2 separate regions of the Dromaius novaehollandiae genome follow, and region 2 is linked to region 1. Evidence: chromatin contacts called from public Hi-C data. All regions are on one chromosome and are shown on one strand. The core of a region is the stretch at or near the end of the contact, and the rest is flanking DNA. Distances in the headings are between cores, read along the strand shown. Region 1 overlaps CACNA1E (calcium voltage-gated channel subunit alpha1 E). Region 2 holds the start of RGSL1 (regulator of G protein signaling like 1).

Evidence for each region. A called contact is a pair of places that touch in the nucleus more often than the background predicts.
Region 2: a Hi-C map of brain shows a contact between it and region 1, with 5 times the contacts expected there. The contact joins the promoter of RGSL1 here to the enhancer-like site in region 1. A contact is called at or near these places in 2 of 4 Hi-C or Micro-C datasets (brain and ovary).

The regions. Positions count from the first base shown.
Region 1 is chr8:10,980,959-10,984,799 of bDroNov1.hap1, reverse strand. All of the region lies in intron 2 of CACNA1E (calcium voltage-gated channel subunit alpha1 E), which reads right to left. Among named protein-coding and RNA genes, the nearest start is that of CACNA1E, 49 kb to the right of the region's middle. Within about 2 kb of position 1,964, at least 1 of the 2 cell types and tissues checked has open chromatin away from gene starts, as enhancers often do.
Region 2 is chr8:11,251,439-11,255,440 of bDroNov1.hap1, reverse strand. It overlaps RGSL1 (regulator of G protein signaling like 1), which reads right to left and starts at 1,978. Exons shown (of 23, transcript XM_064516399.1): 1 at 1,886-1,978; 2 at 131-203. The coding sequence starts at 1,978.

The DNA of each region.
Region 1 (3,841 bases), core at 715-3,214:
AGCCCTGGGCCCCACAGCCGCTGGGCAGCGGCCCCCAACACATAAGGCTACTCAAGAAACCAAGCCCTTAACCATGTAAATAGTAACCCATCTGGGCAAGAGCCATTTCCCCATGCAGTCTGACTGTACTCTAAGCAGCAGGCTGGGCTCGCTTCTTAGCTTTCTGGACATTGCTTGGAGCCCTCGGACCAGCTGGGTAAGGAGCATGAAGGATCAGGCTCTTTTCAGGAGGATAACAGAGGGGTAGGTGTAGAAAGGTGGTGGGATGATTCCCTCCAAACTCAGCCAGACACCAAGAGCCCACCAGCTCTGAGATGCCTGTCTGCAGGGTCGCTCGTCACCTTTGCTCCTTTGCAAAGCCCTATAGCAGATAAGGCTATAACCAGGGGGCTCAATAAATCCCATCAGCTACACCAGCACGAGCCATGAAGCAGATCCCTGCGTGGTGGAGATCGGGGGACCCAGGTCCAAAAACACAAACTTTGAACACCATTCGGGTCAGTGGGGCTTCTCAGCAAGCACAGCCACCGCGCTGCACGGCCGCAGCTCCGAGCACCCACGCAGCTGGACAGACCGCCACCGAGGCGGGACGGGGCCCACAGCACGCTCCAGCCTCGTTTGGGGCTTTCGTTCTGCTAACGATGGGTGGTGGAGAGGATGTGCCAGCCACCAGGTAATTACAGCCCCATGGATTCATCCCAGGAAGGATGCTGCCCTGCACGACTCAATTACGATTTGCAGAGCCTTCCCCTTGCCTCCTCTTCCCCAGCAGCCCCACATTCCTACCTTTCCACCCACTAAGCCCCTGGTAATTAAGCCTGGAGCCTGGCAGGTCTCCAGGCATGATTCCTCAGCCCAGCAAAGCTCCCAGCTCAGCCCCGGCTCTGGAAATTTGCCGCAGCCCTCCAAGCCTTTTCCAAGTCCCACCAGGGCTGCACTGTTCACCTGCACCCATGGCCAAACATCTGCCCCAGCATCACCGCTCAGGCTCTGGCCACCATCCTTGCCGCCCAGCTTGGGGCACCGTGGCAGGCTCCCACTGCGGGAGAGGCGCAAGGGGCCGAGGTCGGGCAAGGAAGACACAGCCTTTCTCCTCCCTGCTCGAAACGAGGATGTGCATCTTACCTGGATGCCTCCACTTCTGGGCCGGCGGGGTATTCCCCGCTCCCAGCAGAGGTTTGCTCTCTTTTCTGGTTTATATTCACTGCTGCAAGCACAGCACAGGCTGACCCGGCTGAGAGCATCTCCCCGGCTCAGCCAGTGTTAAAGGATGGGATATTTATGAGAGTGCGGCTCCGTGAGAGAAGATTGAAAGCAGAAAAGGCCCAGCTATGCCAAGAGATGCAGGCTCTATTTCCCAGGATGTTTATTGCCATGCTCATCCTGACCCTCACCCCAGCACACCGGGATTAGTGAGTCAGGGAGAAGCGTGGCTGATGCTTACATGATTCAACACGGCAAAGAAATTCAGCGCCAGCTATGTTTTCTTGTGAACAAAGGAAATCCAAGACAACAGGGCAGTTGGGGGTGTTGGGACAGGAAGGAGCTTGGATGGATCTGTCTTTTACAGCGGAGGGCTAATTCCTCATCTCCTGCTGGGCTGGAGCAGTGCAATACAGGAATGCAGGTCCCCCCCCTTGCTTTTTCTCCCCAGCCATGCCAATACCCCATACAGTGAGGCCACCCCACACCCCTGGCAGCAATATAAACAGGCTACCACTTCCCAGAGCAGGGCCTGGCCCCAGAGTTGTCACCAGCAGCTGCAACACCAGGGCGCTTCAAGCATCACCGCAGCCTTTCCAGCAACGCAGCCAGAGAAACCGGCGTCAGGGAGATGAGATTTGCTCCAAGCCCCAGCAGACCACAAAGCCGCACGCGTCCCGCCACGTTAAACCCTCCGCGCTCTTCGCAGCCCCGGGGCTTTCCTGCATCCTCACAGCTGCACGGGGCAAGGGGCGGTCCTTGCCACCTCCCCCTAACTCCGCACGGGCTGGCACGCCTCTGAACGCGCCTCTCACCGTGCCGGGGCTGCCATCTAGCGGCCGGATGCGTTTCACTGCAGTCCGAAGGGCCGCGCGCTACCAGCGCAGCGCAGGGGTCTCCGCCCCACGCCAGCCCCACATCGGCGCATTTGGCTGGGGCCAAAAGCATGCAGTGCTTTCCTGCTGCTGCAGACAGCCAACCCTCAGTCACAGAAACTTGCTTTCCCTAGCTGGAATCAGGGTAATTTCATCCAAACTCCCTGCCTGCCCTTCCCATAGGCTTTGAGCTGTTTTGAAAGAGGCTCGATGGACCCAAGTCACACAAAGCCACCATGTAGCTACTGCAGTCCTTTGTGCATCTATTGCAGTCCTTTGCCTGGCTTTTTTCTTGCATGCAGGAAGCCCATCACACAAGGCAGTCACCCTGCTGCTGCACCCAGCTGACAGGGCCCCTAAACCACCTCAACTCTCCCACTTGCTTGCTGGGTACAACCTCAGTGGGGACCAAAGGGGAGAAACAGCCTGAGAAGCTCCCCAAAGGATGGGTGCTATCATTAGCACAGGTCATTAGGTGCATCCTCTGCTCAGCCCTAGTTTGCTCAGCAGGTTTAGAGGCTAAAGGCTGCAGCGTGACCCCTCCTCAGTCTCACGCAGGGGACAGAGTGCTAACACAGCCCACACAGACACGTTTTGGAGCCCAGAGGGCCTGGGGAGCTGGGGCAGGCTCTGCTTTGGTGAGTGATGATATGCCTAGCCTCACCGATGGGCTGCACTCATATTAGAAAGTGGCTTTTGGCATCCTGCCTTTTTTTTTTTTTTTTTTTTTTAAATAATGCTTTAGCTATATTGGAAAAAATAGGATCAAACAAGAATCATCTACAGTGCTCTGGCCAAATTTCAAAAGGGGACTGGGTAACTCTGACTCAGAAGCATGTTTATAACTGTGCAGGAAGAGAAGTTTTTTCCAGGAACAAATTTATTACCTGCAGGATTAGGGAAGAAAAAAAAAACCCACATTCCCCACTTACAAAGGGGAAGAGGCAAGCCTGCCAGGTCAGCTGCCTCCACAGCTGGGAGGCAGGTGTCCAGGGCCCCTGATTCGACGTGGCTCGTGGGTGGCCAGTGAAGCTGGGACACTGGTGGAGCAGGTCTGAGCAGCTCGAGGACAGTATCTCCAGAGGAGGGTACTGCTCTCGGCAGCGGGGCTGGACCCTCATCCTCCTCCTGGCACCGCATGGGGCGGTTTTGCCAGCACAGCTGCAGCCAAGCGGAGGCCGCGGCTTCTTCCGCACCCAAAGCTGACACAGCTATTGGGACAAACCTGCAGAAGGGACAAGCCAGAGAAGCCTTTTCTGGACACATCCTCAGCTGAAGCAAACCCAAAAGCATCCCTGGCCTGTGGACACAGGGCCCTGCTCTCTGTCTCTGCTCCGAGGCGGCACAACGCACTCGCCACCACCAAAACCATGCCGACCCCATCTCCTCCCTGGAGGATTAGCGCTGCCCAGTCCAGCCCAGGACAAGTATTTCCTTTCTGCCGTCAGTTCACCAGCACTTTTTTCGGGATCGGTACTTCCCCCGCCCCGCTCACCCCCAGGACTGCCCACCGCGTTCAGGACTTGCCTTTCTCAGTGCTAACGACTGAGACGCAGCATCTTCTTGGATAAGGTCCCGGACACGTCACCCAGGCAAGCCTGAGGAGCTGACCTCTCAAGGCCAGCAGCATCGTGTACGCACAGAGAAATTAGGCAGCTGAAAGACTAGAGAAAGCCAGTAAATTGCATACCAAACTAAAATTTGGATGCATAATTTATAGCAAGTGCCACCACCCCAAACTCCTTCAGGTCATCCACATGAAA
Region 2 (4,002 bases), core at 729-3,228, 270 kb before region 1:
CAGGGATGCATGTTAGAGCTCACGCCTGTCCTGCCGCTGCAAACGCGTGTGCTCTGGTGAGGTCAGGGTCCCATCACACAGAAAGGTACCAGCTGCGCTGCAGCAATTCAAGCTGTTAAAACCTCCTTACGGAGTGGTGTGTACATCCACTTCGTGCCCAAAAGGACAGCAAGGCTTTTTAGCTTCTCCTCAGGGATGTTTTCCTTTGGGTGAGCACAGAGTACAGCGGTACCTGGTAAAGCAGTGGGAAAGAGTTATGCGAGACCCTGGCGTGGAGTAGCTGTGAGCATGAGCAACTGAACAAATCTGAATGAGATCCTCAGAAACCGGTGTAGCTCCACTGATCCCAGTCCGGCTCTGGGTTGGCTTTAGGGAGACTGTGCCGATTTCTGCTGGAAGAGTATCCAGGTTGTGCTCTGGAAAAGGTAGATGTGGTTACCATGGAAATGCATGGGGCCATTTCCATAAGATCTCTTCTCAAGCTGAGGCCTCCTGGCAGGACCTAGCCTGGCATGGGCTGGAGCCTCCTGCACTCGCAGCGAGTGCTCAGATTGTCTTCTTGCAGGGTGCTAGCTGTCGGGGCTGTAGTCCAGCCTCGGCGCTCCCTGGCCAGCTCTAGCGCAAGGACAGACCCCCTTTGGAAAGGCCAGCAGCACTTTCCTCTCCCCTCCTTGCAGCACTGCCCCTTTCCCAGCTCCCTGTTTCTGTTCTTTCTGCATTTTTAGCTTTTTTGTTTGCTGTGGCTTATCTCAGCACTGCGTTACGCTGGGCAAAAAGGCAGCTGCTCTCCGGGAAACCTTTCGGCAGAGGCACAAGAGATGGTTTTAGCTTCCACAAAGGAGACGACTATTTTAAAAAGGAGGCGGGCATGTGAGGCAAAGACCAGATTTAGCAGGTGGCTCAGAGAGGAGCTCAGAGTGGCCAGACTCTTTGTACAAACAGATAAGGACAGCATTGCAACACCACGCACGTCAGACGGGCTTCGTTCCCCTTCTGACTGAGCCCAAACTATTTGCCCTGCCCCCCTGTGCTGGAGCAGCCCACCTGCAGCAGCCCTGGGCACCTCTGTCGGGGCACCAGCAGCTGCCTCGTAGCTGACCCTCCTTGCTCCGGCAGGGTTGCGAAAGGGACTCATTCAGTATTCGCATCCTTGCCCAATACAACCTGGCGTGGCTCACCGCAGAGACGAAGTCCAAGGCTGCCCGAACGTGGGGTCAGAGGGGCCTTGGCCGGCCGGGCTGCGGTGCCTGGCCGAGGGGCAGCCGGCAGTGGGGCTGCCTGTCCCCTGAGCTCATGCCTGCCGTCACGTCCCACTGGTGCTCGTGCAGGGCTCGGGGAAAGCCAGGAGCCGCCTGCTCCCCTTTTCCCTCTCCTCTGCGGGATGTGCTCCCTGGTGGTACTCAGGCTGGGCTGTCCCCCATCCCTCCTGTGCCGGCCCTGGCCCGTTTCATCCATCCTCTGCAATGGCCAGGCTGTAAAACCTCGCGTTTGTTTGGTACAAGGATCGTGTATACAGAGTGAGCCTGGTTTTATTCCCATGCACCCCCAGGGAGTTCTCATACAAGTAATTTAAGTCACCTCAAAGTCTGCAACGAGTAATGTGACAGCATGTGTGTTGTCAAAAATGGGTGGGATCCTTTCAGTGCCCATAACACCTCAAACTGTAATTGTGTGAGGTCTTAGGTATGGTAGTTCAGTTTTAACGATCGATTTCTTTCTTGAATATGTTACGATTTTTTTAAGTAATTTTAATGCTTGGTCTGCTGGGCATGTAAGACTTGTTTGGCTCAGCGAGGACACCTCTGGGACTTCCTTACCCCACGTTAGTTAGAAGTATTTGTGATCCTATTCCCGTGTTTCTGTAGTTTCCTCGCCTGGCATTTACCGTGAAGGCTGGGATCTGATCCTTCACATCCGACAGTCCCTGCACAAGCTCTGCATTGGCTTGTTTCTTCTCCAGTAAACTGAAGTCGCTCATGTAACCGCATGTGTGTGGCTGGGTCTGACTTCACAAGTCTGGGTTAAGCGTGTGTGGTGGCAGGGTGGGGGCCTTACTCAGCCACGGACAAGGTACATAGCAATTACCTGTGTTAATTTATAAGGCCAGATCCTGATCCTACCACTAAGCCCATTCAGGCAGAGCGCTGAGGATTTCTGCACCCTTACTTACTAAGCTGTGAAGTGTATTTAGGTTGAAGTTAATCTGCCAGCCACAGTTAATAAGGCCCTGACCTAACTGTGAACACATTTAGCAGCATGAATAATACTAATAAGAAAGAAGAAAAAAATTGCCAATGCAGAGTGTGACCAATTGCCAACTGCAAGGGAAAGACATGCGCTTAGCAGTCCCTGGAATATTCTCCACCCTTGTACAGAGCAAACAGAGCCAAGCAATTTCTAGGTCTCAAATCCCTGATCTCGCCTGCCACTAACGTTCTCATCTTCCAGCTTCCCCTGGACGCTTCTGAAGGAGAGCATGTGCTGCTCCTCAGCACTGTCCCCTGCTTACTGAGGACGCTGTGCTCCTGCAAAAGGTCTACACGCATGCCAGGCAGAGCCTGCAAAAGGTAGGTTTGGGCTGTGGGGTTGCTCTGGGACGGGCCCTGAGCTGGCTGCTGCACTGCCCCCTCTGCAAAGAGCTCCTGGCCACGGGATGGGTGCAGGGAGATGAGGAGGCCCCGTGCATGGGAAGGGACCAGCATGGCCATGCGGCAAGGCCACATCTCGCACGAGGGTGCAGAGCAAGGTGTGCAGGGGCCCCGTGGTCCCTCTCTGTCCCAGGCACTGGCAGGCAGCTGGGCACAGTGACGGCCACCAGCGTGCCAGCAAGCACACAATGTATATGGGGCCGCCATTGGGGTAAGAAAGGGGTGGAAAGAGAGGTTTCTGCACCAGGCCTTCCTGGCTGCTGGGGTCTTGCATTTCCAAGGCCCATCTTCCCCTAAACGCCTCATTTACCCTTATTGAAGAAGGCCCTTCCTTCAGCATGTGCGTCTGCACATTTTTATTCATTAATTTGCTTTCCCAAATTGCCCTTCTTTGCAGCTCAGGTAATCGTCAGCCTGCTCTGCCTTTGAAAGCCCTCTGGTGACCAGCCTGCGGCTACCCTTGACCCTGGCAGCATCTTCAAAGGGAGCATGGGCCTGCTGCGGAGCCTGCAATGTTTGCTCGCTTATCGGGCGAGCGGGTATCACCTCCCTGCCTTGGGGGGTTTCATCAGGCTCCGGCAGCCCTCGGCCACTGCTGCTCGCGCAAGGTCAGTCCTCACGGCACAGATGTTTCCTCTGCCGGGCGGCGAGCTCCCTATCCTTGGCCTCGTTTGGTGACTCTGGCGTCTGGTTGTTAACGGGGCAACTTGTTAATTAAGCACTTCGCTCTTCTTGCTGGGGCATTAGGCTAATTTCCCAAATCTCGCCGGCCGTGGCTATAGGGGGCCATGTCTCCAGTTCCTCCAGCCCCGTCAGCCCCTTGGCTGTGCCCAAACCCAGCTCCTGGCAGCAGTAGGCACGCTGAGCTGGCCGTGCGCAGACACACGCAAGGGGGGACCGCAGGCTGCACTGCCTGGCCGCGGTGGGGAGCTGGCGGTGGCAGAGACAGAGGCGATGCACGGTCAGGACATCCAGACTTGCTTGAGAGTGAGTGGGTCAAGCTTTGCAGGAGACCTTGCAGCCCCGTGTGCTTTGACAGACGGGTGTGAAAACAGCATATCTGAACTTGGGAACGCCTGGGAGAAAAGAGACGCTTTTCTCTCCTCCTTCCCAGCTGTGCCCTTGCTAGAAGCAGGGGACATTTCAGGTGCATCAGGCCTTCTAGGAGCTCACCCGTGGGAACACAATGGACCAGCCCTTCTCCCCATGGGGTAGCTCTGTTTAAAAGGAAATAATTCATTTTGATTTAAGAGGTGTTTTGTGCCAGCATGTTGTTGGGGTGAAGACCTGGTGGTGGCCAGCTGTGGCTGGAGGGCACACGAGCCAACCCCCGAAACGGTGCTGGGCTCAGGGG